7 separate regions of the Mus musculus genome follow, and regions 2, 3, 4, 5, 6 and 7 are each linked to region 1. A link is a contact called in public HiChIP or PLAC-seq, capture Hi-C and promoter capture Hi-C data. All regions are on one chromosome and are shown on one strand. The core of a region is the stretch at or near the end of the contact, and the rest is flanking DNA. Distances in the headings are between cores, read along the strand shown. Region 1 holds the start of Spats2 (spermatogenesis associated, serine-rich 2). Region 2 holds the start of Asic1 (acid-sensing (proton-gated) ion channel 1). Region 3 holds the start of Lima1 (LIM domain and actin binding 1). Region 4 holds the start of Cers5 (ceramide synthase 5). Region 5 holds the start of Adcy6 (adenylate cyclase 6). Region 6 holds the start of 2310068J16Rik (RIKEN cDNA 2310068J16 gene). Region 7 holds the start of Racgap1 (Rac GTPase-activating protein 1).

Region 1 (3,419 bases), core at 841-3,340:
CTGCCTCATGTGCCTGTAACCCCACAACTCTGGAGACTGAGAGAGAATTAAGAATCACAGGCCAGCTTGGGTTACAGAGTGATAGCGATTCTAGAAGAGACCTGACAAATGGTTCTAGGGGTTAAGTGTGTGTACTGCTCTTGCAGAGGATCAGAGTTCGAGTCCCAGTAACCACCTCAGGAGACTCATCTCCAGTTCCAGGGAATCCCAACCCCTCTTCTAGCCTCTGGGGACACTGCACTAGAATGCACAAAAACACTGACACACACCTCATTTAAAATAAGAAGAATTTTTTTTCTAATTTTTAAGGTTTTTTTCATTTATTTTTATTTTTTTGTTTTCCAAGATATGATTTCTGTGCACGGCCCTGGCTGTCCTGGAATTCATTTTGTAAACCAGGCTGGCCTCGAACTCACAGAGATCTGCCTGCTTCTGCCTCCTGAGTGCTGGGATTAAAAGCATGCATGGCCACCATCAGGCTATAAGTAAGAATTTTTAAAGGTACATTTTAGGTCATGATTTTTTTTGATATTTAGAAGGTGGCCTAATGCTGCCCGCTATCAGAAACACAGCTGAAAACTATAAACGGATGACTGCCCAGAAATTTTAGTTTAGATGAGTCAGCAAAACTTCACGTCTCACCAATGAAAAGCTTAACGCACACATCTATGAATGCATAATGATAATAATAGCTTCAGAATCAGTGATCTTCCAGTCAGTGCTGTATCAAATTTGGCCTGGAAATTAAAGTATAAAGAAGATACAGGCCCAGCCTCACAGCTGTAATCCCAGCAGCTGGGAGTCTGAGGCAAAAGAACTTTACTTCAAAGGCTAACTGGGGTTACACAATAGGTCACAAGCCAGCCTAGGTTACTGATAAAGACTAAGACCACCCCCAAGGGGGGAGTCTGGGGGGGGGGGTGGAATGCAAAGTCCATAACCCTGAAATACTTATTCACAGGACTCCCAAACCACCTTAACTCAAAAATACGAGAATGTGGAGGCAGTTTGACCACTAGGAATCAGCATCCCTGAACAATTTCTAAAAACAAAAAACCGAAACTCTCTTCCCCCAAGCACAAAACCAGAATTAGAAGGTTTATGAACATTTTTTTTTCAAGCCGGAACATTTCTCAATGGGAAACAAAAATTCCAACAAAGGACAGACAACTTAAATTTAAAAAGAAAAAAAAAATCACAGTTATTCATTACTTTTCAAACCAAACATCTTCAACTCCGCAGTATCGCTGACCTCGCTCATGGTAGAGTACTGCCGGCAGTGTGTTCTCTCTTGCTTCAATAAATACGGAGAAATTATATACAGTAGTCTGCTGAGCTGATCGAGAATAAATATTACAGTTTTGCCTTACAACAAAATGAACTATAAATAATAATAATAAAATTACTGGGAGAAGGGCTTGCATGCCTTAGCAAGGGGCCAAGACTAACCCACTCCCTAAAAAAAAAAAAAAATAGAATCATCTTGGATGAATTAGGAGACGAAGACCCTCTAGTGCACCTCTATCCTAGGCTCTGGTTTAATTCAAAACCAAACTCGTATTTCTTTGCCTCTCTTTGCCTTTTCTAGTCCGGTTTCCTCTCAAATTCCGAAATTGTCCTTCTACCCTTTAAGTCCCATGATGGCACTTGCGTCCTGACACAATGCAGAAGACTTTACACATGCCCATCTCGCCGTACTTCACATTTCAATCGACCCATTATTTCATTCTTTCCGATCCCGCACGTAGTTTCTGAAATCTAGGACCGCACACACGCTCTCGCCAGAGTCCCCCTCACTCCATTGTTTCTCCGGCCTATCCTCTGGAAACTCCCCAACTCGGACCCGTGTGCTTCGCTCGCCCCTTTAACCCCAGAAACCCGCGGCCCTCTCCACACTGCGGGAACCAAAGGGCTCCCGGTCCCCCTCCTCTCGGTACCCCAACCCCCAACAACTGCCCCTTCCCTCTTTCCCCTTCCTCGAGCCCTCCCTCCACCTCCGGCCCCTCTCGCCCCCGCCACCCACTTCACCCAACACCCCCAGCCTTACCTAGCCCGGGCTCCCTGCAGCCGCCGCGTCCCCCCAGTTCCGGGCTCTGCGTTCCGGACGCTCCCGGGTCTGGGATGAGGAAAGAAGAGCCTCCGCCTCCTCCTCGCCCTCGTCCTCGGGAGCCGCCGCCGTCGCTGCCGCGCTCCTCCCCCAGCTCGCCCGAGGCCCGACGCCGAGCCGCCCCGCCCCCACCGCCGCCTTCCCCGCGTCCCTCGTCCGCCGGGCGGCCGGCAGAGCCTCGCAGGCGCGGCTGGGGCCGGAGTGCCCGCGGATCCACAGCGACCCTCGTCCGCCCGCACTCGCGCCGCCGCTCGCCCCTCTCGCCCCGCCTCGGAGCCCGCGCGTGCGCGCGCGCTCGTACTCGTGCATGCGCCCCCCGCCAGCCGGAGCGCAGGGCGCGCGCTCGCGCCGGCGCGACCCCGATGCGCCGCACGCGGGAGACCGGAGCCGAGGGGACCGGGGCGCGCGGCCGGGTTACCGCTCCTCTCAGGCGCTCTCCCTTCGCGCGGGGTTCGCGCGCCTGAGTTGCGGGAGACGGGGAATTAATTCACTGAGGGGTTGAAGGAGCGGGTCAGGGGCCAAACGGGAAGGAACGGCGGCGAGACGAGCAGGGCGCGTACTCGCGTCCGCGTGCGGGAAAGGCGACCTAAAGCGGCCGGGCTAGGAGTGGGCGCCAGCGTGCCCCTAAGTGACGAGCCGAGCGGGAACTGACGGAAAGAGCCGAAACTCACCGGAGGTGGCCGAAGATTCCCAATGGGATCCTAGAGCCTTTCGCTCCAGGTCTGCAGGCACGTCCGCCCTCTCTAGCAGGGAACAATTCAGCCGCTCACTCCCTTTAACTTTGCCCGCCTCCGGACCTACCTTCTGCTCCTAAAGGTTATTTCAGAGCCACCTGGCCACCCAGCCTGATGGGAGAGGTTCTGGAGAGAGGATGTGCGAGCGAACGACCTCACACTTCCTGCATCCCTCTACGTGGCTGTGATTAGGAAGGGCTGTTGTCGAATCTTTCTGTTAAATACCTAACTTCGTAATCAGGGCTCGAAATCTCCAGCCTCTCCAGAGCCAGATCATCGCTAGTATTGATGTATCTTTTGAGTTAGTGTCTTACCGGTTCTGATCAGGAGAGAGAGGTTAGGAAGGGCATGTCCAACCACATTCAAGCCAAGGAACTTAAATATGAGACCTGTTTTGGCGGTTATTTTTAAAATCTAAATAGTGAACTTTGTGGAAGACAATCATGTCACAATATCAAAAGGTTGGATACGCCTGGTAGAGGCTGAGTTTTCGACTAAATCATCACTGAAAATATTCATCACCATCTACTTCTCACTTCCTTTGAAGCCAAGCAAAGGGGCTTTGAATAGTCAGAACC
Region 2 (3,870 bases), core at 116-2,615, 540 kb before region 1:
AGATGAAGGCGCATATAGGGCCCCTCCAATTATGTCCATTCAAAATCCTTAACCGGAGGTCACTGCTTGTCCAAGGGAAGACTTCCCTGACATGCAGGCTCCAAAGGTGGCTTGAACGAGGGACCATCCAAGATGACAGTCATTAAAACATAGAGGCTTGGAGGGGGGGGTCAGCTCGGGTCGAGAGAATGGTCTGCAAGCTTCCCAGACTATGGGGGACCCCAGATACAGCCACTAGAGTGAAGGAGGGAAGTCCCTGATGCACCCACAGGCAGGCATGGGAGTTCCCTCCAGATGTGAGGTCACTCTGGGACAGGAATATCTACCCCAGCCAAGATCAAACTCCCCATAATGGGCTGAACCAGGGGTCAGGGGCTCTTCTCTTGATCAAGGGTATCCCCAGGAACAGGCTGTCACCTCAGGAGCTAAACCAGGGCCACCTCTCCGGAGGTGGGCACATCTGGGGAGGGGCCCTGCCTGTATCCTCACCTTCTGTGTCTCCAGTTCTCAAACAAGCACAGGCATAGGCGCAGGCTGTGTGTGTATGTGTGTGTGTGTGTGTGTGTGTGTGTGTGTGTGTGTGTTTGGGAGAGGATGGTAGGCTGCCTGAGGTGGATGTAGGAATGGGGGGGGGGGGCGCGGTTCCCTATGACAGCCAGTTATCCCCGCCCCGAACGCACCCCCTCCAGTCCAGCTTCTCGTCGCAGTCATATTCCCGGCTCGGCCCCCCGCCCCCTCCCCATCCGCCGAGCCTCCCCAGAAGCTGGAGAAAGCTACAGTGGAGGAGAGTCTCGGCTTTGGGGCACCAGGAAGCCCGGGGCCCAAGGCAGCGGGGTCGGAAACCCACCTGAGGGGGCTGGGGAAAGCCGGCCGCCGCTGCAGGTCCTGGGGCGCGAGGCGGTCCGTGGGCTCAGCGCCGCGCGGCGGAGGGGCTCATGGCCCGGAGCCCGAGCCGCCGGCTGCCGCGGCACCCGCGTAGAGCCCTGCAGGGAGCGGCCCGCTCGGCCAGCTCGGCTCAGCTCGGTCCGCCGCCCGCGCGCGCTTGCTCGCTCGGCTTGGTCCGCCCGGGGCTCGGCGCGCTGGCGCTGCGCGGTGCTCTCAGCCCCGGGATCTGCAGGGATCCATCGTCCGGCCGGGAGGCGGCGGGAGGGGAGGAGGAGGGGAAAGGGTGCGCGTGCGCGCCTACGAGTGTCTGCGAGGGTGTCTCTGGGCCGGTGTGCGCGGGGGGCCCCCGGCCCGGGAGCGGAACCGAGGGCTCCCCCCGCTGGCTCGCCTCCTCCCGCCGCTCTCAGCAGAGCTGCCTCGTTCGGATCCCGGAGCCGGCTCCGCTCTCTGCTTGCGAGGCCCTGTGGCTTGTGTGTGTGTGCGCGTGTGTGTGCGTGTGTGACTATGGGGTGTGTGTGTGTGCACGCGCACGTGTGCGCGCAGGAAGGAGGGTGTCTGCCCCCAGCGTCCCCCTCCCCACGTTGTCTCCTTCGGATCGAAGCTCCTGCTTCTTGCTGCTGCTGCTTCCTCTGATGGCACATGCACACGTGTACACACACACACACACACACACACACACACTCCGAGTCACAGTCACACTTGACTGATTCAAGCATTTGCCTGTGTGGAGATACAGGCACATTCAGACCGGAGTCTTACCTTGCCACTCAGCCATCCACACATCACATACACCTACACATCCCTGAAGCCTGACCCTCACACGAGCACTTACCTGTTTGTACACATTCACTCACCTGCTCTTATTCCTGCTTCCCACCTTCATGTGACCCACACACATGCACATATATAAATACCCTTGGCCACCCAGACCCCATTTGTATATCAGTGGATTTCTTAAGCAGCCCGTGTGCAAGTGCCTCATTGGCAGATCTATAAAGCAGAGAGGAACAGAGAGAAGAAAAGAGACATGGCCAGAAGTGAGGGCAGATGGGGCAGAAGTAGGGAAAAAGAAAAAGATACAAAATGAAGGCTGCAAGGAGGAGTGTGTTCTGGGATGGACCAGAAATCTGAGTCCTGAAACCTGGAGGCTGCTCCTGTAGCTGTCACCTCTCTCCTTCCCTCCCTCTTTCTTTCTCCGAGGCCTTGGGGGGGGGGCCCTCCCTATCCAATTAGCAGAGAAGGAGCAATCAAGGGGAAGTTGTTAATTTGCTGATGCTCATTAGGAGCTCTTAACACAGAGGCTGTTGAGGTCTGATGGTGTCAGATGATGGTGTGGTGTGTGTGTGTGTGTGTGTGTGTGTGTGTGTGTGTGTGATGCAAGATCAGAATTATATCCATTGCAGCTCCTTTGCTCCACTTACAGGCTGGTGAAGCTCTGAGAGAAGGAAGGTGAGAAGCAGGTCTCAGGGACATGGTTCTGGGTTTGAGTTTGAGGAATGAACCTGACATAGAGGGAAGAAGCTGATGAGAATTTGTGAGGGGTTGGGAGTAAGAGGTACCCTAGAAACCAGTGAAGATGTCTCTCCAGGGATAGGGGTTTAGGTCTGGTGAGAGATTGAGGTCCATTCAGCAGGACCCAGAGCGCCAAGCTGCCAAAATAAAGATAGTATCTCGCCTTCCGGCTGGGGAGCTGTCCAACGGCACAAGCGCTGCTGGTGGGCTGCCATGCCCCTGGGCAGCCACCAGGTGACAGCACTCTCTCGGATACTTAAACTCCACTTAAAGGGCAATGGGGGAGGCGGCCTGTGAAACTAGGAATTACTCTAGGAGGGTCGCAAACGGGGTTTAAGTGATGATTCTAGCCCTGGGTCTAGTCTGGTTCCAGGCTCTCCAATGTCCTCGGGGGAGGGGAGGACCATCTTGGAACATCTGTAACATCTTTGCAAACCCCACAAGCTGAGCGACACGTGGAGCCTCTTCTAATGGCTGCAAATTGCTTCAATCACCTGGGATGTTACCGAGGGAGCAGGGAGCAGCGTGGGTGGAGGGAAGGAAGGTGATGAGGTGAGGTGGCGGCAGGCGAGGACTGATTGAGGCCAATGAACAGCCGCAGGAGTAGTCCGGGGAAAGATAAAAGGCATGAATCAGGTATCCAGGCTCCAAGAACAGGACCTGACCCCACCACGCAATACCACCGGCAGGACCCTTGGCCAGTCCAAGCTTCAGTTTCTTCATCCTTATGATGAAGGTTGTATTTATTTCACCTTGTTTTTCAATGATTATGTGAATCACTGATGGAAAATGCATAGTTCATTGATCTGTGTTTGTAAATCCCCAGTAACAAATGTTACTGGCACTCTGATTTAGATCTGGAAGAAAAAAAAATAGCCATATCAGCCATATCAGGACAGACTTCGAGATGGTAGCTCCTAATTCGGGGAGTTGGGTAAGTTTTTCTTTTTCTTTTTTTGTTTTGTTTTGGTTTTTCTTTCTTTTTTTTTTAAGATTTATTTATTTATTACATGTAAGTACACTGTAGCTGTCTTCAGACACTCCAGAAGAGGGAGTCAGATCTCCTTACAGATGGTTGTGAGCCACCATGTGGTTGCTGGGATTTGAACTCCGGACCTCTGGAAGAGCAGTCGGGTGCTCTTACCCACTGAGCCATCTCACCAGCCCCTGTTTTGGTTTTTCGAGACAGGGTTTCTTTGTATAGCCCTGGCTGTCCTGGAACTCACTTTGTAGACCAGGCTGGCCTCGAACTCAGAAATCCGCCTGTCTCTGCCTCCCAATGGAGTTTAATTTAGATCAAGTAAACCTCAAACTCAGTGGGTGGAGCTCAGATCTCCAAACTTTTTGTTTTGTTTTGAGACAGTCTTACTGTGGCACCCTGGCTGGTCTAGAACTTACTGGGTAGACTACGCAGGCCTCAAACTCAAAGAGATCTGCTTGCCTCTGTCTCCTGAGTGCTGGGTAAAAGGTATA
Region 3 (3,819 bases), core at 326-2,825, 750 kb before region 1:
GGCCATTAGCCTAAGGTTATTTTTGTACCAGAAAGTCCTTCTAACTGATTAATTCTGAATCGAGACAGCCATTCACAGATAGCCAACCAGTCAATTGGTTATATAACTAGGGAGCTGCCATGTGACCGTATCAAATAAAGCAAAGCCAATATCATTACTTCCTTGTTCGGCTTATGAAGCTCCTTTCCCAAGCTGTTAGAGAAGTTTGCTGATTTCCCGTTTAAAAAAACAAAAACAAAAACAAAACCCTTTTAATCTTCGAATAAAGTTAATTTGCTTCTTTAGTACATTTATCCAGAAATCAGTCTAGGTTAGATTTTTGAATGATATTCTATCCTTGGTGAATGGCTCAATTCCTTAAAACTTGTTCATCAACAGCTTTTTGTAGGTTTCTTGTTTTGTTCCTTTTGGGTTATTCTCACTCTGTAACACTGGACATCCAGGGACTCAAGGCAACCATCCTACCTCAGTTGCCAGGATAAAGGCCACATGTCCTGTGCCCTTTGCCAGTGACTGCTTTAGGAGTTGAACAAATCTTTCTACCACTGGCCCTTATGATACTAATCAACACTCACATGAAAAGCCTCAGAATTCCTTTCGTTTGGTATGTCACTAGACCTCAGGAAAGGATACTATCAAAAGGCTTCGTGCAGAGAGGAATGGTGGTGGAGCCAAGAATCTGAGGGCTGGATGGCCACATGCTATGTCTCCTCATGATCTATTCAGACCCTCACATTCCTAGTGCAGAAACAGAAACAGGTCTTGCAGACACTGTTGAGAAGTGCAAGCCCACTCTAGGGTGTGTGCTACTACCCTTCTCTTAGAGCCTCTTTTAAAAAAGACTTTTATTTAATCTTATTAGTATGTATATGTGTGTGAGTGTGTGATGTGTGTGCAGTTCCTCACGGACGCCAGAAAATGGTATCAGGTTCCCCAGGTGCTGGAGTTACGGGCAGTTTTGTGAGCCAACAGCTCAAAGATCACTTCAGCTACACTGTGAGTTCCAGGCTAATCTCAGCTACATGTGATGACCCTCCTCTGTCTCAAAAGAAAATGAAGGAAAACCACCCGTTGTTGAAAAAAACAAAAAACCAAAAACCAAACAAACAAAACCCATAGCTCTTGGAGAACTTGGACACCACCTACTCTTATCTAATCCTATCCTTTCCTGAGGAAACTCAGGTCCACTGAGGTGAAGTGATCCAATGTAGTCTGAGCCAGGCCTCTTTGGCAGCTCTTTGCAGCACAGGGCATGGCCTCTCTTAAAATACCTTTCCACAGAACTTACCCCGACAGCACCAGGAACTTCCCTGAAGTTGCACTTAGACCAGATTTCTGGGTGAGTCTCAGATCAAACTGCTGCAATCTCTAGTCAGAGAGAGATAGGGTGAGCCAGAAAGGGGACACGACCAAGTTGGAGGCTGACACAGGAGCCACGCCTCCTGCAACACCACCGCTACTAGGGCGACGCTCCGGTCACGAGTTGAACACGCCGCCGGGAGCGAGCACGTTCGCTCCAAGGCCGCGCGGGAGGCGGGAGACGGGCGCGCCTCCGCGGCAGGGGGCGGGGCTCTGAGCGGGGCCGGGGCGGGGCCGCGGAGCTGAAGGTGCTGCAGCCCAGTTGCGACAGGTGCGCTGGGCAGACAGAGCGCAGGACCGTGGCCGTGCAGCGCCGAGCCCCGACGGCTTTCTAGTCAGGTAAGCGCTTCCTCTCGCCTCGCCCTCCGCAGCCTGCATGCGCGCGGAGACCCTGCTGAGCCCCGCACTCTCCCCGCGTATTTTGAGGCGGTGGGTAGCAGGAGCAGGAGGCTCACCCCTTGGGGTCCACGTTGGAGGAGCCTCCCATGCTCCGCCCTCCCTTCTGGGAAGTCCAAGGGACTGAGACTTCGCTGCCTGGGCCCCTGGTCTCGCACGGGATGGAGGGAAAGTGGCATTTCATCAAAAGTTAAAACACCCTCTTAGGGAGGTAATCCTGCCACTCTTTCCTTCTTCCACGCGGCCGTTCCTTTTCCAATTTTTCTCCCGTCCATTCCTCCAGATGAACTCTGGTTAAGACTTAACATCCTTCCGAACAGTTCCTACTTGCTGTGTCCTTCCCAAATCGCTATGGTGTACTTGAGCTGGGATCCACTGCTCACTCGCATCCGTAGGTGTTAATATTAGGTAACTGTACACCCCTGGCCACACACACTGGAGCTCGAAGTCGTGGGTGCTAGGAGCGAACCATCTGGCACCCGTCCTAGCCTTCTTATTGGTGCTCACAACAATGAGTTTAGCTGATCCTGGTGAGAGATACTGATCTGCTATTGTCTTGCAACTAATTCCAGCTCTCAAAAATCTGCCTAATCCAAATGGTTCTGTTGACTTTGCAAGTTAGCCGAAGACTGTGAGGTTATGTTTTTAAGACGTTGACCTTTGGAGGGCAGATCATCCTTGGCACGGAAGTGGGTGAGTGGGCTACTTTGTATCTACATAGTTACTGGTACAAATACCTAGTCCAGTTAGTCTATGGACGACCAAGTGTGATCATGTTTAGACAGCCTTCAAAAAGCTATAGAGTTAGCAGGAAAGAACAACTCCTCCTCAGTCGTTGTCTTCTCCTCCTCCTCTCCCTCCTTTTTCTTCTTCTCTTCCTCTTTCTGCTTCTTCAGAGAATCCCTGACTAGCCTTGAGCTGGCTATCTAGCTTTGGCTGCCTGAAATATGGCTGCCTCTGCATCTTGAATGTTAGGATTAAAGGTGTGCTCCACTGTCCCTGACCTTCAATATATATATATATATATATATATATATATATATATATATATATATATATATATATATATATATATATATATATATATATATATATATATATTTTAAAAATTACCATTTGTGTGATGTGTGTGCATGAATACCAGCCATCGTGCTATGGTAGGCTTGTGGAGGTCAGAGGGCAGCTTATAGGAGTTGGTTCTCTCTAACTTAGGATTTGAGGATCAAACTCTGGTCCTTAGTCTTGTGCAGCAAAGGTTTTCATCTTCTGAGCCATCTTGCCAGCCCAGAGAAGTTCGTTCGTCCTTTCTTTCTTTCTTTCTTTCTTTCTTTCTTTCTTTCTTTCTTTCTTTTCTTCTTCCTTCCTTTCTTTCTTTCTTCCTTACTTTCTTTCTTTCTTTCTTTCTTTCCTTCTTTTGCTTTTTTACATTTATAGTGTGTGCATGCGCGCGTGTGCGCATGCGCCATGGCATGTGCATTGAATGTAGGTCAGATGAGAACTGTGGGGTCTGTTCTTTTCTTCCAGGATTCTTCCTGGAACCCCTGCGGGTTCCAGGGTTTGAACTCAGTGCATCAGGCTTCATGGCAAGCACCTTTTCCCTGATGAGCCATCTTCCCAGCCTGAAAAAGCTTAGCTCTTTTTAAAGGTCTGCATGCACATATATGTGCATTGGTTCAACAAGGTAACATGGTACTAAATTATGTTAGGAATTCTTGAGGGGACAAAACATTTTTTTTCCCAGTGACTTTTATGCCCATTCTTTTGTGGATTCAAAGTTGCAAAAGCTCCTACCCTTAAAGAGCCTACAGTGAGATAGATGGTTAGGCAACACCACAGATACAACCTATAGTATTGGTGAAATCATTTGCTGTTATTGTTTTGGTATTTCTTCTCTCTCTCTCTCTCTCTCTCTCCCTCCACTCGGCCTCGGAAAACCTCCCAATTTACATGGAGGTATCAACCCCTGGGGCATGTGCATGCTAGGGAAGTACCCCATTGCCGTATACTTACACCACTCCAATTTCTTGCCTTGTCTTTGGTCAGTCAACTCTATAGTCTTTTGAA
Region 4 (3,837 bases), core at 464-2,963, 650 kb before region 1:
TACCCTACTAGTTGTGAAGTTCCTTTATCTGTTGTCCTCAGACCGTAAGTTGAGATTACCATCACCGCTGTCCCCAGTTAGTTCCTGGCTATTAGCCTTGTAGCTAAGTTTTAACCAATGTTCAGGGCTCTCTGGCAATTGAAGGACAGTTTAGTCCTCTGAAAACTGCCTGGTCTCTGGTTTGTTTCCTTGTTTAGGTAGATTTACAAGAGTTCAAGGTTTGCTCTGACCATTTAAAGTTGAGGTGGGGGGCTGGAGAGATGGCTCAGCAGATAAGAGCCCTGACTATTCTTCCAGAGGTCATGAGTTCAAATCCCAGCAACCACATGGTGGCTCACAACTATCTGTAATGAGATCTGATCCCCTCTTCTGGGGGTGTCTGAAGATAGCTACAGTGTACTTACATATAATAAATAAATAGGCCAAAGCGATCTGGGCCCAAGCGGGCTGGAAACAATAAATAAATAAAAAAATAAAGTTGAGGTGGTTTGTAAGATAAGGAAATGAGAGTTCTGGAGTCTAAGTATTTTCTTTCTTTTTTTTTTAAGATTTATTTATTTATTATATCTAAGTATACTGTAGCTATCTTCAGACACTACAGAAGAGGGAGTCAGATCTCATTACAGATGGTTGTGAGCCACCATGTGGTTGCTGGGATTTGAACTCCAGACCTTCGGAAGAGCAGTCGGGTGCTCTTACCCACTGAGACATCTCACCAGCCCCTCTAATTATTTTCTAATTACAGCTGTTGGTCTATATGACTTTGGGCAAACTATTCTGCCTCTTTGGACTTCAGTTTATTCCTTCATAAACTGCTACATGACAGATGTCATTAAAACTAGCGGTCATTTATTTTCCTTTTGCCTTGTTGCTTTTTTTTCCCCCCATTACCTTCTGCCTCAAGAGGGGAGAGGAGGAACCTTTTGTCCTGTACTGTATGCAAACTGGTCTTAAAAGGAAGGGACAATTCTCTCCCTTTGGTCACCCAAGTGCGGAGCCGTCAGCTGTGAAACACTACCTCCCACAGACACTCAAAAGGGAATGGGGGTGGGATGGGGAGGTCTCATGAAGTTCATTTTGGCCCTGAACTTGCAGAGAACGACCCTGAGCCCCAAGTGGGATTACAGTGGAGGCTGGAATTACAGGCTTTTAATGTAAAGATATTTCAAAGCCTTGTGTTTTCTCTGAGAAAAAGTGAAGGTAACTTTTAAGGCCTAAAGCCAAGGAGGGGGGTGGAGATCAAGGAAGTGCAAAAAAGGAGAAGGAGGAGTAGGAGGAGGAGTATGAGGAGGAGGAGGAGGAGGAGGAGGAGGAGGAGGGGGAGGAGGAGGAGGAGGAGGAATCAACTAGGATGAACAGCACAGCCGGCTGGCTGGGACACCGGGACTGTAAGTGATGATCAGGAACGTATAGCCGGGCCGGGAGCCAGAAAGAACTTGAATCTGCTGGACTAGGAAGAGTGTTTCCAAAAGGGAGAAACTAGCCTGAGGTAGGGGTGTGACCATGGTGATGTCGAACCTGCTGAAAGAAACTGGGCGTGGCTCGGGCTGCAGGTGAGGGGCGTGACCAGGACAGGTGGGCGTGGCCAAGAAGAAATGGGCACGCGGGGCGAGGCCGGGACCCACATGAGGGGCCTGGGCTGCTGCGACGGAGAAGTGGGCGGGAAGGCGGGATGGGCGGGGAGGAGGCCATCCTTGCGGGAGAGGCGGGCTGGGCGGCTGGGAGGACCCAGGGACGGAAGAGGGTGGCCGTAGGCCGGGCCCCGCCTCGGGGCCGCCTCCCAGCGGGTTCCTTTTGCCTTGACTGCCTCCGAGGCTGTGGCGGCAGTGGCCGCCGGGCGCGCGTAAGATGGCGACTGCAGCAGCGGAAACCCTGGGCCTCCTGTGGGGTTGGCTGTGGAGCGAGAGCTTCTGGCTGCCTCAGAACGTGAGCTGGGCGGACCTGGAGGGCCCGGGCGACGGCTACGGCTACCCGCGCGCCCAGCACGTGCTGTCGGTGTTCCCGCTGGCAGTGTGCATCTTCTCCGTGAGGATGCTGTTTGAGCGGTGAGCGTTGCTGCGCGGGGCCGGGGATGGCGGGGGGTAGGGGCGGGACGCCTGGGCCGGAGACCGAGGGCCGGAAGCCGAGGCGGCGGGGCGGGGGAGCCGGGGAGCCCGGGCCGCGGCGGGGATGCTCGGAGCCCGGCGACGCGCCCCTGGAGCCTGCGTGCGCGCAGACCGCGCGAGTCTAGGGTGTGGGCGAGTGAGAGAGAATCGAGGGGAGTGCTGGGCCTCAGAAGTGCAGATCACAGAGTCGCATGGAGCTCTCGAAGGCTGCCTCCCAATCTCCAGGAACCCAAGAGTGAGTCGTGCTCCCGCAGTGCCCGGCGAGAGGAACGGGAAGGGCCTGGGAGAACCAGAATTAGCTGGGGTCCTGGAAGCTTGTGGGTTCAGTGCAAGCGCCAGAGCTTCCGAGCGACGTAGGTGGATGCATGAGATGTAATGTTTGCTAAAGTTACTTTACTTCTGGGGTTTGAAACAACAGGATCAGTTAGGCCCCAAGCCCTGATTTGTTAGCGCGTGAACGTGTTAGTATGACAGCAGACGTCTGGCTAGGATAGGGTGTGGTGAAGCCTGAGGCTTCCAACATTTGGGGAAGGTGTCAAGAGGAACTGCTGAACGGGCCTTGGAAGCCTGAGATGGGAGAAGTGGTCATTTTGAAGGCGATGGAGCCTGAGACTTTATTGGAAACAGCTTTGTGAACCAGCTTCTAAGGTGGTAGTATTCACAACATACTTTGCCCAGCTACATGCTCTGGGCAGAAGATCCCCCCCACCCCACCCCCACCCCGTTCTTCAAAGGGCTAGTCTTATCTGCTGCCAAAAAGACACTGTTCTTCAAGGATCTGATGCGATCTGTAATGAGGATCAATCATAGCTGTGTTTTTGATAAAGCTTACTCAAACTCCAAGGAAGTACTTTCCTCGTAGGCAGAGACGCCTTCTGTAAAAACCTTATCTAGAACAAACACGACACTGATGCCAGAATTCCTTTTCTAGTGTGGAGATGTGGTTAGACAAAATAATCCATTACTCAGAAGTATCTGTTTTGGATTACTTCTTTGATTTGTCTACAAGGGTTTTTTTTCTTATATCCAGCTAGTCACTAATCTGTATTTAGTAATACTATTTATCTCTTCTAAAAGTGCTATGCCAGACACTCAGATGCAAAAAGTAAATATATAATAAATAGATTAAGTGAAACTCAAAGTCTTTTCTGGGCCCCCAAGAATTTACAGTTTTTCAAGATAACCATCATTATCTTAAGTATCCCTGAGGTGGAGGTGGAGGTGCAGGCTTAGGAGAAAACTGGATCCTGCTATTCTCTTCCATAGTGAGGGCTGAAAATGAAATGCAAGAACTATCAAGAAAAGAGACAATCCAATACACTTTTCCATTGTCATAAGAATAGTCTTTGTTTCTCATACAGATATATAACAAGCTTTGTGACTTACCTCTGCTATCGGCATACACACACACACACACACACACAGAGTATATATTCCAATTCTAAAGGGTTCCCCCAGATGGCTGGAGACTATTCCCTGGAGGAGTCACTGGAAAGGATCCTTCCCCTATGGGAATTCTGTCTGCATGTTTCTATGGTACTCCAGTGTCAAGGGGATGAACAGGCATTCTTTCTAATGTGATATTTCTTATCCAGTAAGGACAAGCAGCTTGTTTGTTTAGTGTGTGATCTTAGGAAAAGTTAACCCTAGAAACAATCTTGCTATTTTGTTTCCCTTGAAGACCAGCTATCTCAGAAAGTGCTTGGAATTGACTGCTGTTCTGTGTGCTGTC
Region 5 (3,634 bases), core at 77-2,576, 520 kb after region 1:
CTGCTCTAAAGCATTCATGTTCTTTCTCCTTGTCGGCTCTCCACCCAGCTCTTTGTGATACTAAGTGTGGAACCCAACGCCTTGTGTGTTCTAAACAGGCATTCTACCACTGAGCCGCACTCCCCTCCCTCCTTTCCTCCTTATTGTTTGCTCCTACGTTTATTGAGCACCTACTGTTAGCCCCAATAGCTCTGGAGATGAAGTGCTGACAAAAATAGGTATAGTTTCTACATGCACAAAGCTTGTAGTCCCCGGGACGGAGGCGTACGTTAAACGAGAAATGATTTAATTATAATGGCAATAAGTACTGTGGAGGAGATGAACAGAGGTTAAACTGGACCAAACGTAGTCTTAGGGGTGGGGCTGGGAAATTTTCCGTGAGGAAGTAACGTTTAAACTGTGACCTGTGGGAGAAATTGAATTTAGTTTGCTGAAGAGTGTGTGTGTGTGTGTGTGTGTGTGTGTGAGAGAGAGAGAGAGAGAGAGAGAGGGGGGAAGGAGGGAAGGAAGGAAGGAAGGATATGGAAAGAATCCCTTTTGTGTAGAGGTCAACGATCAACAGTTCACAGCAGAACATATTCTGTTGACAAGATGTATTAGGCTTGTGTGTAGTTTGTTTTTGTTTTGTTTTCTTTTCTGAGACAGGGTTTCTCTGTGTAGCCCTGGCTGCCCTGCAACTCACTTTGTAGACCAGGCTGGCCTCGAACTCAGAAATCTGCCTGCCTCTGCCTCCCGAGTGCTGGGATTAAAGGCGTGTGCCACCACACCCAGCTCAATTTTTTAAAATATGCTTTTATGTGCATTGGTGTTTTGCTTTCATGCATGTTTGCATGAGAAAGTCAAAGCCCCTGGAGCTGGAGCCATAAACAGTTGTAAGATCTGCTTTGTGGGTGCTAGGAATTGAACCAGAGTCCTTCAGAAGTATGGGGAGTGCTCTTAAAAACTTAGCTCTCAGATCCTTTACTTATATGGTTGCTGGGTCTTTTCCATGTGTCTGTGTTCCTTACCTTTGAGTGGGGGTGCAGCTGCCTCTCCTGGGGCAGTTTTATCAAGACGGTGGGAATGGGAACTGGTGAGATGGCTCCTCAGTTAAGAGCACTGACTGCTCTTCCGGAGGTCATGGGTTCAAGTCCCAGCAACCACATGGTGGCTCACAACCATCCACAACGAGAAGCAAGCAAGCAGGGCTGGAGCAAGAGGGAGAAGGGGGGGAAGATGGTGGGAATGAAGACCAGAGTTGTAGGAAGCGCTCAGGTCACAGGCTACTATGGTGGCTGTGGCCACGCAGTGGTATTAATACCATTCCCTGTCTCTCCTCCCAGCAGCATGTCATGGTTTAGTGGCCTCCTGGTTCCCAAAGTGGATGAACGGAAAACAGCTTGGGGGGAACGCAATGGGCAGAAGCGCCCACGCCACGCGAATCGAGCCAGTGGCTTCTGCGCACCTCGCTACATGAGCTGCCTCAAGAATGCGGAGCCACCCAGCCCCACTCCTGCAGCTCACACTCGGTGCCCCTGGCAGGATGAAGCCTTCATCAGGAGGGCGGGCCCGGGCAGGGGTGTGGAGCTGGGGCTGCGGTCAGTGGCCTTGGGGTTTGACGACACTGAGGTGACCACACCGATGGGCACAGCTGAAGTGGCACCGGATACATCGCCTCGGAGCGGTCCGTCCTGCTGGCACCGGCTTGTGCAGGTGTTCCAGTCTAAGCAGTTCCGCTCTGCCAAGCTGGAGCGGCTGTACCAGCGGTACTTCTTCCAGATGAACCAGAGCAGCCTCACGCTGCTCATGGCGGTGCTGGTGCTGCTCATGGCTGTACTGTTGACTTTCCACGCTGCGCCTGCCCAGCCTCAGCCTGCTTACGTGGCCCTGCTGACCTGTGCCTCTGTCCTTTTTGTGGTACTCATGGTGGTGTGTAACCGACACAGCTTCCGCCAGGACTCCATGTGGGTGGTGAGCTATGTGGTCCTGGGCATCCTAGCAGCCGTGCAAGTCGGGGGTGCCCTGGCAGCCAATCCACACAGCCCCTCGGCGGGCCTTTGGTGCCCCGTGTTCTTCGTCTACATCACCTACACTCTTCTTCCCATTCGCATGCGAGCCGCAGTACTCAGCGGCCTGGGCCTCTCTACTCTGCATTTGATTTTGGCCTGGCAGCTCAACAGCAGCGACCCCTTCCTTTGGAAGCAGGTAGGTGTGACAGAGTGAGGGTGGGAAAGAGAACTTGCTGATGGAGGGACACAGTATCGATATAGCCATGTCTAGATCGATCAGGCCAAGCTTCACGGGCTAGCCTCTGCTTGGGACTTGTATCAGTGAGCATTGACGAGGAACAGGTCTGTAGTGTGTCACCACAGGCCAGTCTTCAGCTCTTTGGCTTAGGTCAGTAGACATGCCATGTGCAGGTCTCCCTGACCTCTTGGTAACCTCTGAGACTCAAGCCCTGTTGTTACTCCTACGAAGAAGCAGCTGTAGGTAGTTTTGCAAAGCTTCCATAAGCAAGGCCTTTCTGCTCCTTGCCAGAAGCTGTGGCCTGTAGCCCACCATGGCCTCAAAAACAAAGAGAAAGTTGCTTGGGGCTCCTGGGGTGAGGAGCTGGGTACTTGGGCTTCATGCCCTTCCCTGCTTGGAACAGTACATACCTTTTTAACAGTAACTTTATAGCTAGTTTGTTGTGGAGCAGAGTCCCCGCAGGGCACTGTCAGACCTCTTAAAGGGACAGACCCTTCTGTGCTAGCTAGGCCCTAGGTTCTCTTCTTGGTTGCCTGAGAAGTGGGGGTTTGGGGTGAACTGCTCTTCTGGGGGAGAAGATGCTCAGGAGTGATGTGGTATCCCCCCCCCCAACTCCGTCAGACTTGCCAGAAGGTGGGTGTGTGACTCTTCTCTGCTCTCAGCTGGCCTGGCGCCCAGGGCCCAGCCCTGTGCCTGATAGATGGGGGAGGTTGGGTCTGGGAGGCCGGAACTGCCAGCCTCCTACCTCACCAAGGTGCCTGGCTTCAGTTCCACCCCATGGGGTCCCCACATTCCTGGGATAGTAGAGAAAACTCTGCTTCTCTGCCCATCTGCAGTGTCTCAGAACTGAGAACCACTTCAGGTGCCCAGTGGGGCCTGTGAGTGTTTCTGCATGGAGTAGGGGCTTGTAGCCTCCTTGGGCAATCCCTTCCCAGGTCCAGCCCCACTTGTGTCCGAAGGAAGAACTTTTTTTCTGATGCACTCACTGAGACGCCCCGAGCAGTGACTAGGCTGGGGTGGCCTCCAGAGCCTTGGCATCCATTTTTTTTTCTCACGGTAGATAGGAATGAGTGTGGTTATTTCAGTCTCTCATCCCTCTCCCCCATCCCTCTGCTGTGACTCACATTTTCCTTTTGGGCTCCTGGGGCCAGCAAGGGAAGTTGCCTGGATTGCCCCCCTGCCGCCCCCCCACTGGGGGCTATTCTTAGAAGCCCCCAAGGGAGATAGAGTGCCCCCTCTTCACCCCTGCTGCTGAGAGGGGAAGCTCTGTGTGGATTCTCTGGAAGCTTCGTGGACTGGGAAGGGCAGCTGAAGGCCAGTCCGAGAGGGTCCGTGCTGGAGTTAGGAGCTAGGGGTTAGCCGGACCTCGGTTTTACACGGAGGAATCAAAGATTAAATGTCCTGTCCA
Region 6 (3,464 bases), core at 358-2,857, 850 kb before region 1:
TTCAATAAACTACATATGAGAAAATGATGAACTGAGTGACTAATGAGCATATTAACTAAATTTACATAGTAGTTTGGTGGAAAATACAATAATAATTCATTAGCAGAGCCAGGAGTAGAGGTGCACTCTGGGAGGTAAAGGCATATACTATGTCTAAACTTGGAAATATGCCTTTTATCCCAGGGCTCAGGAAGCAGAGGCAGTCAGATCTCTGGGTTTGAGGCCAGTCTGGTCTAAAGAGGAGTGCCAGGTAAGCCAGGGCTACAAAGAAAAAACCCTGTCTCCGGGGGTGGGGTGAACAATATTTGCACGGCATGGTAATTCCTAAAAAGGAAACTAAGCCCTGCTTACAATAAAACCTGATTTCTTGTCCTTTTCAAAACCAAGGTGAACTTAAATTAATAACAACAAAATAAACAGAAAGATTGAGTCCACTGTTCGAAATTTTTAGTGGACTGTTTCAAATATCCAAATGAATACATACTACTGACCTTCAGCATACATTAATTAAGCGTCTTTAACGCCTAATTTTTAGGATCCCAAACTTATCAACTGAAAGGTAGATCAGTAATGAGGGAAAATGAGTATAGAAGATATAAGCAGTTATTTGCTTAATATACAATACACGTGTTTGTGTGAAAATGTCCTTATGTAACACAATACCAAGTACAACGAATATACACAATGAAAAATAAGAATTGCTTATTTACTTTATGCCAGACTACCCTAAGATTCTCCCACCACCACTCTGAACACTCTTTGCCCCTAAGTTAGCCCCATCTTCCAAGTCCATTATACAACCTGTGATTCCGTCTCTCATGAAAAGATTCTTTTTATGGGCATAGTTAACAAATGCCAAGTTGCAAAGTTGCAGCTTTGCTGGATTGACGTTTTCACAATGTAAGAACAATATGATCTGGAATCTACTCAAAGCATTTGCCAGGCAGTCAGCTGATGCTCACTCAACACAACCGGGCAGAAACGAGAGAAATTAAACTTCATTATTTGTCTAAGACAGGTAATCACTACCTTGAAATCTCAAACAGGCGGACGGTAGACGGTCCAATAGAAACGGTATTTCCACCGATCCAACACCACCACAAAACCCCGGCTTCACCTAAGTTTCTCTCCTCCTTTGCAATTTTCCTTGTAACTGGCCCCGAACAGGTTCGCGGAATCAACCCGCACCACGCAGCCGCAGCCCGAGTAACTTTTACAAAAGGTCAGAGCGGTGCCTTTCAAGGCTTCCGACCCCTGTGGGGCTTCGCCGTTCGCACCAGCTCGCTTTCTCCCCCCGCACCCCCCTCGAACGTTCCAGAGCCGGCGGACGCAACCCAACAAAATTTTGGTGCAGCTTGGGGGGTCCGGAGGTGGGGGGAGCGGGCGAGCTTTCTACTCTCTTAAAAAAAAAAAAAAACAACAACAACACGCCCCTCCCCAGTTAGCGAGACAAAACCCCACCGCGCCCGCAGTTCCCCTTCTCCCGCGCTCCCACATGTTGCTCGCTCCGTCCCAGGCGGCCCCGCGAGGCCTCGCTCACCCCCAGCGCGCCCACCTGATCGCCCTTTCTCCGCAGGCTCCGCCCCCGCCGCCCGCCCGCCCGCTCGCCTCCTTCAGGAGCTCCATATGGGACACCCTCGGCTCCCTCGGCTCCTCACGCCACCTCAGCCCAGCCCCCGACGCGCCGCCTTCCCTTTCCCTGCCGCCGGGGGCCTCGACCCACACAGGCTCCTCGGGCCTGCGGAGGGCACAGCGGGGCTGCACGGCCTGCACGGCCCAGGTGCTGTGTCAGCCTCTCGTCGGGCTCCGCGGCGTGGACGGCCTGGAAAGTCACATGGCGGTGGGACCGGCCCGCGCCCCGAACACTCCGGCTCTTCTCAGAGCCCGACCGGGCGACCCGAGCCACTCACCTCAACGAAGAGCAACATGTCTGCTTCCGCTCGGCCCGATCGTTCACGCTGCCGCGACTCCAACTGGCTCCCAGGCCCGGGCCCCGGTCGGTAGGATAAGGACACTCGCCTTGCCCCTCCACCCGGCAGTGGACCCGGCTCCTCCCCCGCCGTCAGCCGCTGCGCCCTGACCCGCCCAGTCCCTCCTCCCGGGAAGCAACAACTGTTTCCGGTTCTGGAGGAAAACTGCTTCCGGGGGCGGAGGGCCTGCCCGCCCCTGTGCGTGCTTCGCTCCGGCAGGCTCGTCTGTGGCGGCGAAGGCGAAAGTGTGTGGTACGTGTCGCGTGTGGGTCGACGCCCGGGAGGCCGCGCCGGGCTGTGCAAAACGCTCACTAAAGCATTTGTACTTTCTACCAAAAAGCTGACACCGCACTGCTAACCCTTGCGCAGATTCGTGGTTAAAAACCTAGGTCCGATTAAAAAGCGACCGAGTGCACCCGCCCCTGCTGATGACGTACTGGCTCCTCCCGCCCCTCATTAGAAAAAAAAAAAAAAAAGCTGAAGAGGGAGCTAAGATACTCTTCAGCTACTCAGTGCTTGTACTTTACTAAGCATTTTGCATAAGTTAATCTTAAGACCCTATGAATGTATTGTTGGAGGAGTGCTGGAACAGTCAGATTCCTTTCGCTACAACTTTGATAAAACTTTAGCCCAAGCCCCTCGGAATCAGGTCTCATTAACATAATGATGCTCCGCTGTGATGCTTAATGCTCTACTAAAAATAATTAGCCTAGATCTCTTCTTTATTATGTTTTCATAGTCAAATAAAATAGTATACAAATATTTAATTATTTTTACTAGAGTTATTCTTCCTCTACCAGTCTCTATTGCTCCAGTTTCAAACACTTTTTTTTTTTTTAATTTAAAAAAACATGAGCCGGGCGTGGTGGCACACGCCTTTAATCCCAGTACTTGGGAGGCAGAGGCAAGCGGATTTCTGAATTCAAGGCCAGCATGGTCTACAGAGGGAGTTCCAGGACAGCCAGGGCTACACAGAGAAACTCTGTCTCAAAAAAAACAAAAAAATAAAAAATTTACATATATATATTTGTGTGTGTGTGTGTTTCCGTTTTTTTGAGACAGGGTTTCTGTGTAGACTAGGTTGTTCCCGGAACTCACTTTGTAGACCAGGCTGGCTTGAACTCACAGAGATCTACCTATCTGCCACCTGAATGCTGGAACAACACCTTAAAGTGATGTTTTCATTTCATCAACTCTTGCTTGTTTTCTTGTTTTTTTTTTTTTTTTTTTTCCCCACTTTGAGACAGGGTTTCTCTGTGTAGATCTTGGCTGTCCTAGAACTCACTTTGTGGACCTGGCTGGCCTAGAACTCAGAAATCCGCCTGCCTGTGCACCCCCACCCCCACCCCCACCGAGTGCTGAGATTAAAGGTGTGTGCCACCATGCCCAGCCCTCTTTATCTTTCTTAAAAATTTATTTTCATTCTATACATATGGCTCTTTGCCTGCAGGCATGTATATGCTCCCTCCTGCATGCCTGGGAACTGAACCTGAG
Region 7 (3,929 bases), core at 97-2,596, 520 kb before region 1:
GGATGTTTGGGGCAGACGGAACAGCAAGAGTTCTGCAAGCGCTGGATGCTAAGAGTAGCTTGGTGCACTTCAGGACCTGTAGACAGGAGGGAGTCAGGAGGGGCAGCTGGAGAGCCCGGAAGCCCAGGTTAGGGGAGCCCTGTTAAAGACCCTGATCTTTTTTTAAGGAGGAGAAGTGAAACGGTTAATGGTTTTCAGCAAGGAAGAGCCATGGTTGGATCTGATTTTTTGTTTGTTTTAGGCTGGTGTGAAACTAAGTAGCAGAGGCTGGTCTTAATCCCTCAGCCTCCACGCCCTAAGTGCTGGGGTTTCGGGTGTGTGCCACCACACCCACCCAGAACTGCCTTTGAAAATACCACGGTTGTAAAGAGTTCGAGGAAGGGCTCAGTTCCCTTGGTGGTTAGACTTCTGAGGCAGGCCAGGCTGGCCTTGAACTTACAGAAATCTGCTTCTGCTGTGCTGGGGTTAAAGGGGTGTACCTGGATCACTGTTTCTAGTAAACTCTAGCTAGCCAGTATTTTGTCAAGTTGCTAGTAGCCACACCTACCAGTAATTAGTAAATTCAGGAAGGAAGGGACACCAACACAGAGACATAACAAAAAAAGGAACAGAAACATTGGGAACACACTAATAGATTAAGATGAATAGTTTGCTGGTGTACGTAAAAGGCATTTCTGATGTTGGGTCCAGATCTTTCAAAGTTTCAAAGCCTCTGTACCAATACGACGCCAAATTTTAAGTGCCACTTATTAAATGGAATTATAACACTTCATTTTGCATTTCTATTTGTTTTCTTGAGCTGTCTTCCCCCATTCATAGCTACTGGAAAGCAGAGACCACATGATCGGTATTTTTTTCTGATTCCTAGCAGAGTGCTTGCTATGAAGTTGGCATACTTACTGTGCATCAAATAGAAGTCTGAATGAATGCGTGAATGAATGGAGGGATAATTATAGCTCAGTAAATATGGTTAAAATGATTGCTGCTCTGTCTCCTTCTGGAATTCTTCCTATTCTACAGTGAGACCCGAAAACTATTCAGTTATTAGTTTCCAAGGGTCCTATTTGACTGCGTGGGGAAACAGGAGGCAAGAAATAATATGCAATTAGTCAACAGGTCATTAGGATAATTGCAAGAAAGGAAGCTGGAGCCTGGAATGTGAGTCCTACACGGGCCACGAAACACCCACTACTCCCGCAAAATTGTGTGTGTGCCCTTAGTCAAAATGGCCGCCTTTCGGGCGTCTCGCTAATGTAATGCGCATGCCCATTCCGTTTTGCGCCCGCCCCCTGGCCCTGACACTTGCGTCTTCGTGATTATGAGCTCCTCTGTGATTGGCTGGTGCGTGATTTTGAACCGGATCTGGCGGCGCGGTTTTACACTGCCGTTAGTGAGGCGCGTCGCTGGTAGACAGCAGCCCTCCTGGGGCGCGGCGGCCGGAGAGTGAGCGCCGCGGGCCGGACGGGGTTGCGTGTGCGCGGGGCCGGGAGCCTCGGTAAGCCGGTCGAGGTCGCGAGCGAGCGAGCGAGCGGGCGGCGGGGAGGCGGGCGAGGGGAGGGGGCGGCGGGACCCGGCTGCTCTCGGCGTGGCGCTCCTTGCAAAGTCGGGGCGTCCTTTTGAGGCGTGGCCGGCCGGGTGCGGGTGTGGTTCCCTCAAGGTGGTCTTGGCGAGCCCCAGTGCCGGGCGTGGGAATGGCGGGGAGAGCCCCCTCATACCCTTTTCCGAGGAACAGTCTCTTTTGAGGGAGAAATCAGGTGTTTGGGGAACCCGGCGGCCTGACGTGGAGAGCCTCTACCTTCTAGGCTGTCTCCCACAAGGCTCATTAGAACATCCCTAGTTGTGGAGAGTTGGAATGTTGCAAATTCGGAGCCTATCTCGGGTGATTTTTTTTTTCCAGGCCCCCCCCCCTTTTAATAATTTATTGCCCACCTCTGTCACTGACCTACCTACTGTTCTGTGATTTGCATGTGAAACCCTTTGGGGTGTATTAATTTATATGAACAGCTTCCACCAACAGAAAAGCTAAGACTTGTTCTTAACTATAAAACGTAGTGAGAATGGTTATATCACAACGTAGTATTTTGGTATTCTGGATTCATGTTCACTAGCCAGGGTCACTTATATTTGGCTCACTCATTTCCCTTGGAATGAGAGCTTTGTTTTTGTGCCTCAGAAAGAGAGGAAGAAAGAGAGGAAGAGGGGGAGAGACTGACTGCAGTACTCCCAATAGTGTATCGGAAGGTTATTGGATTTACTGTTTACCTTTTAAAGTTCTATCACTCCTAAATAAACTGGACTCCGTGTATGTGTGGTAGTGTCTTATGTAGCCCAGGCTGGCCTCTTGTAGCCAAGGATAACCTTGGACTTCTGAGCCTCCTGTCCTTGGAGTGCTGGGATTACAGGCATTACAGGATAACTTGGAGATTACATGTGTGATCTGCCATTCTCAGTATTTGCTGTGTTGAGGACAGAAACCAGGGGCTTGTCATGCTAGAGAGACATGGTATCAGCTGAGCTACAGGCCAGCACAATTGTACATGTAATTTCACGTAAGACTGTCTTCTACTAACCTTTAAAACCTCTGTGGACTGATGAGGCTGCATGTCAGGCTGCCAGGGTGCAGTAAAGATAGGGACTCTTATGCTGTGTTAGACTTCAGTGCTGTCTGCTGGTCAACTTGGCTTTTGGGTTGATGAAAGGTAGGTGTGTGTTTGTTTCTGTTTTTATTTCTATTCTGAGACAGGGTTTTGCTGTGTGTAACAGCTCTGTATGTCCTGGAACTCTGTAGACCAGGCTGGCCTGGAACTCACAGAGATCTGCCTACCTCTATGTCTCCTAAGCACTGGGATTCAAGGTGTGTGCTGCCATTCTCCGGGTGAAAGGTAATTCAGGCCAAAATTTCATCTGATAGTCACAAGGAGGTGTCTGGTGTGTTAGTGGAGCTAAAGATCACTCAGATAATTTGGCTGCAGATCTGAGACATTCTATCAAACTCTCCACAAATACAGACCCTCCAATCTTAGCCTTATACTTTTTTGGTTCTGTTTGGTTTTTGTTTTTTGAGATAGCTTTATAGAATTATAACATTGACTTTTACCCCTGGGTTTCCCCCCATATAAGGTTTTTATACCATGCTACATTAATAAAAAACCTGTTGCACCAAGCCTTGGGCACTGTTCTAGATACCAGTGGCTCTGCAAAGTCCTTGCTTTCCAGACAGTAAACTAAGTGAACATATCAGGTGGAGACAAGTGCTCTGGAGCAGAAGCAACCAGGAGTTATGGAAAATAGTGTGGCTGGAAGAGACTTCACTGAGAAGTAAACTCCCAGGGGTGGGGTGGATGGGGACTGGATGAGATGGGGGGACTGTCCATGCTAGAGATGGCAGCAGAGAGTAACCGGAAACCGGAGTCCAAAGAGAATGACTAGATCAGTGGTAGCCCAACTCTTCAGTGCTTGCTCAGTGGAGACAAGATGCTAACAATCAAACACAGTGTGTGCCCTGCTATGGAGCTCTGATGGAATATGCTGGGCAAAGGGCTGGCTGAGGGTAATGAGGTCTGTGTTGTGCTCTTTAAAGGTCATTCTTTTCCCCTCCCCCAGCATATATTCACATTGTGAGATCTGTCTGTCTGAGTTGCAGTCACTAGGAAAAGTGATTGCTGAGACAGACTCTGGGTGGGCCTCACAGGAAGCAGTCAGTGTGCTGAACTTACCCATCACACCCAGTTCTCCCCCCCTCCCCCCCTCTGGTCTTCACTCATGGTGAGCTGGGAACATTTTGTTTACTCTTTCTGCAATTGATTTGCTCATAGGGACGATTGGTCTCACGATGGCATTTCTTCTGTCAGTTGGATGGAGCCTCTGACACAGAGCAGAAGCCGGACACTTAGGGAGATGAATTGTTCTCGAGTGCTTTTGAATGAAAG

Evidence for each region. Promoter capture Hi-C pulls out the DNA fragments that hold promoters and counts their contacts. HiChIP or PLAC-seq counts read pairs in DNA pulled down with a chosen protein or histone mark. Capture Hi-C pulls out chosen DNA fragments and counts their contacts.
Region 2: a promoter capture Hi-C map of liver shows a contact between it and region 1, with 2.3 times the contacts expected there. The contact joins the promoter of Asic1 here to the promoter of Spats2 in region 1. A contact is called at or near these places in 2 of 39 promoter capture datasets (both in liver) and 2 of 115 datasets of contacts at active chromatin or transcription factors (embryonic stem cells and stem cell-derived neural progenitor cells).
Region 3: a capture Hi-C map of macrophages shows a contact between it and region 1, with 6 times the contacts expected there. The contact joins the promoter of Lima1 here to the promoter of Spats2 in region 1. A contact is called at or near these places in 6 of 39 promoter capture datasets (cranial neural crest, frontonasal cranial neural crest, hematopoietic stem and progenitor cells and 3 more), 1 of 484 Hi-C or Micro-C datasets (embryonic stem cells) and 1 of 9 other capture datasets (macrophages).
Region 4: a contact with region 1 is called in a promoter capture Hi-C map of liver, with 2.8 times the contacts expected there. The contact joins the promoter of Cers5 here to the promoter of Spats2 in region 1. A contact is called at or near these places in 4 of 39 promoter capture datasets (hematopoietic stem and progenitor cells, hippocampal neurons and liver) and 1 of 9 other capture datasets (pancreatic islet).
Region 5: a promoter capture Hi-C map of embryonic stem cells shows a contact between it and region 1, with 4 times the contacts expected there. The contact joins the promoter of Adcy6 here to the promoter of Spats2 in region 1. A contact is called at or near these places in 4 of 39 promoter capture datasets (the C10 cell line, embryonic stem cells, liver and 1 more) and 2 of 115 datasets of contacts at active chromatin or transcription factors (embryonic stem cells and pancreatic cancer cells).
Region 6: an H3K4me3 HiChIP or PLAC-seq map of embryonic stem cells shows a contact between it and region 1, with 8 read pairs. The contact joins the promoter of 2310068J16Rik here to the promoter of Spats2 in region 1. A contact is called at or near these places in 3 of 39 promoter capture datasets (hippocampal neurons, liver and pre-B cells), 1 of 484 Hi-C or Micro-C datasets (embryonic stem cells) and 1 of 115 datasets of contacts at active chromatin or transcription factors (embryonic stem cells).
Region 7: an H3K4me3 HiChIP or PLAC-seq map of bone marrow-derived macrophages shows a contact between it and region 1, with 2.7 times the contacts expected there. The contact joins the promoter of Racgap1 here to the promoter of Spats2 in region 1. A contact is called at or near these places in 2 of 115 datasets of contacts at active chromatin or transcription factors (bone marrow-derived macrophages and embryonic stem cells).

The regions. Positions count from the first base shown.
Region 1 is chr15:99,125,516-99,128,934 of GRCm38.p6, reverse strand. Spats2 (spermatogenesis associated, serine-rich 2) reads right to left here and starts at 2,090. Exons shown (of 13, transcript NM_139140.1): 1 at 2,048-2,090.
Region 2 is chr15:99,667,872-99,671,741 of GRCm38.p6, reverse strand. Asic1 (acid-sensing (proton-gated) ion channel 1) reads right to left here and starts at 1,365. Exons shown (of 12, transcript NM_009597.2): 1 at 848-1,365. Gm34880 (a long non-coding RNA gene) reads left to right here and starts at 1,886. Exons shown (of 4, transcript XR_875662.3): 1 at 1,886-2,334; 2 at 2,993-3,331.
Region 3 is chr15:99,873,212-99,877,030 of GRCm38.p6, reverse strand. It overlaps Lima1 (LIM domain and actin binding 1), which reads left to right and starts at 1,575. Exons shown (of 11, transcript NM_001113545.1): 1 at 1,575-1,698.
Region 4 is chr15:99,770,391-99,774,227 of GRCm38.p6, reverse strand. It overlaps Cers5 (ceramide synthase 5), which reads left to right and starts at 1,713. Exons shown (of 10, transcript NM_028015.2): 1 at 1,713-2,045. The coding sequence starts at 1,849.
Region 5 is chr15:98,602,424-98,606,057 of GRCm38.p6, reverse strand. It overlaps Adcy6 (adenylate cyclase 6), which reads left to right and starts at 1,326. Exons shown (of 21, transcript NM_001368413.1): 1 at 1,326-2,184. The coding sequence starts at 1,327.
Region 6 is chr15:99,971,430-99,974,893 of GRCm38.p6, reverse strand. 2310068J16Rik (RIKEN cDNA 2310068J16 gene) reads left to right here and starts at 1,607. Exons shown (of 1, transcript NR_028124.1): 1 at 1,607-2,727. Larp4 (La ribonucleoprotein domain family, member 4) reads right to left here and starts at 2,114. Exons shown (of 16, transcript NM_001024526.2): 1 at 1,911-2,114. The coding sequence starts at 1,928.
Region 7 is chr15:99,649,073-99,653,001 of GRCm38.p6, reverse strand. It overlaps Racgap1 (Rac GTPase-activating protein 1), which reads left to right and starts at 1,346. Exons shown (of 17, transcript NM_001253808.1): 1 at 1,346-1,495.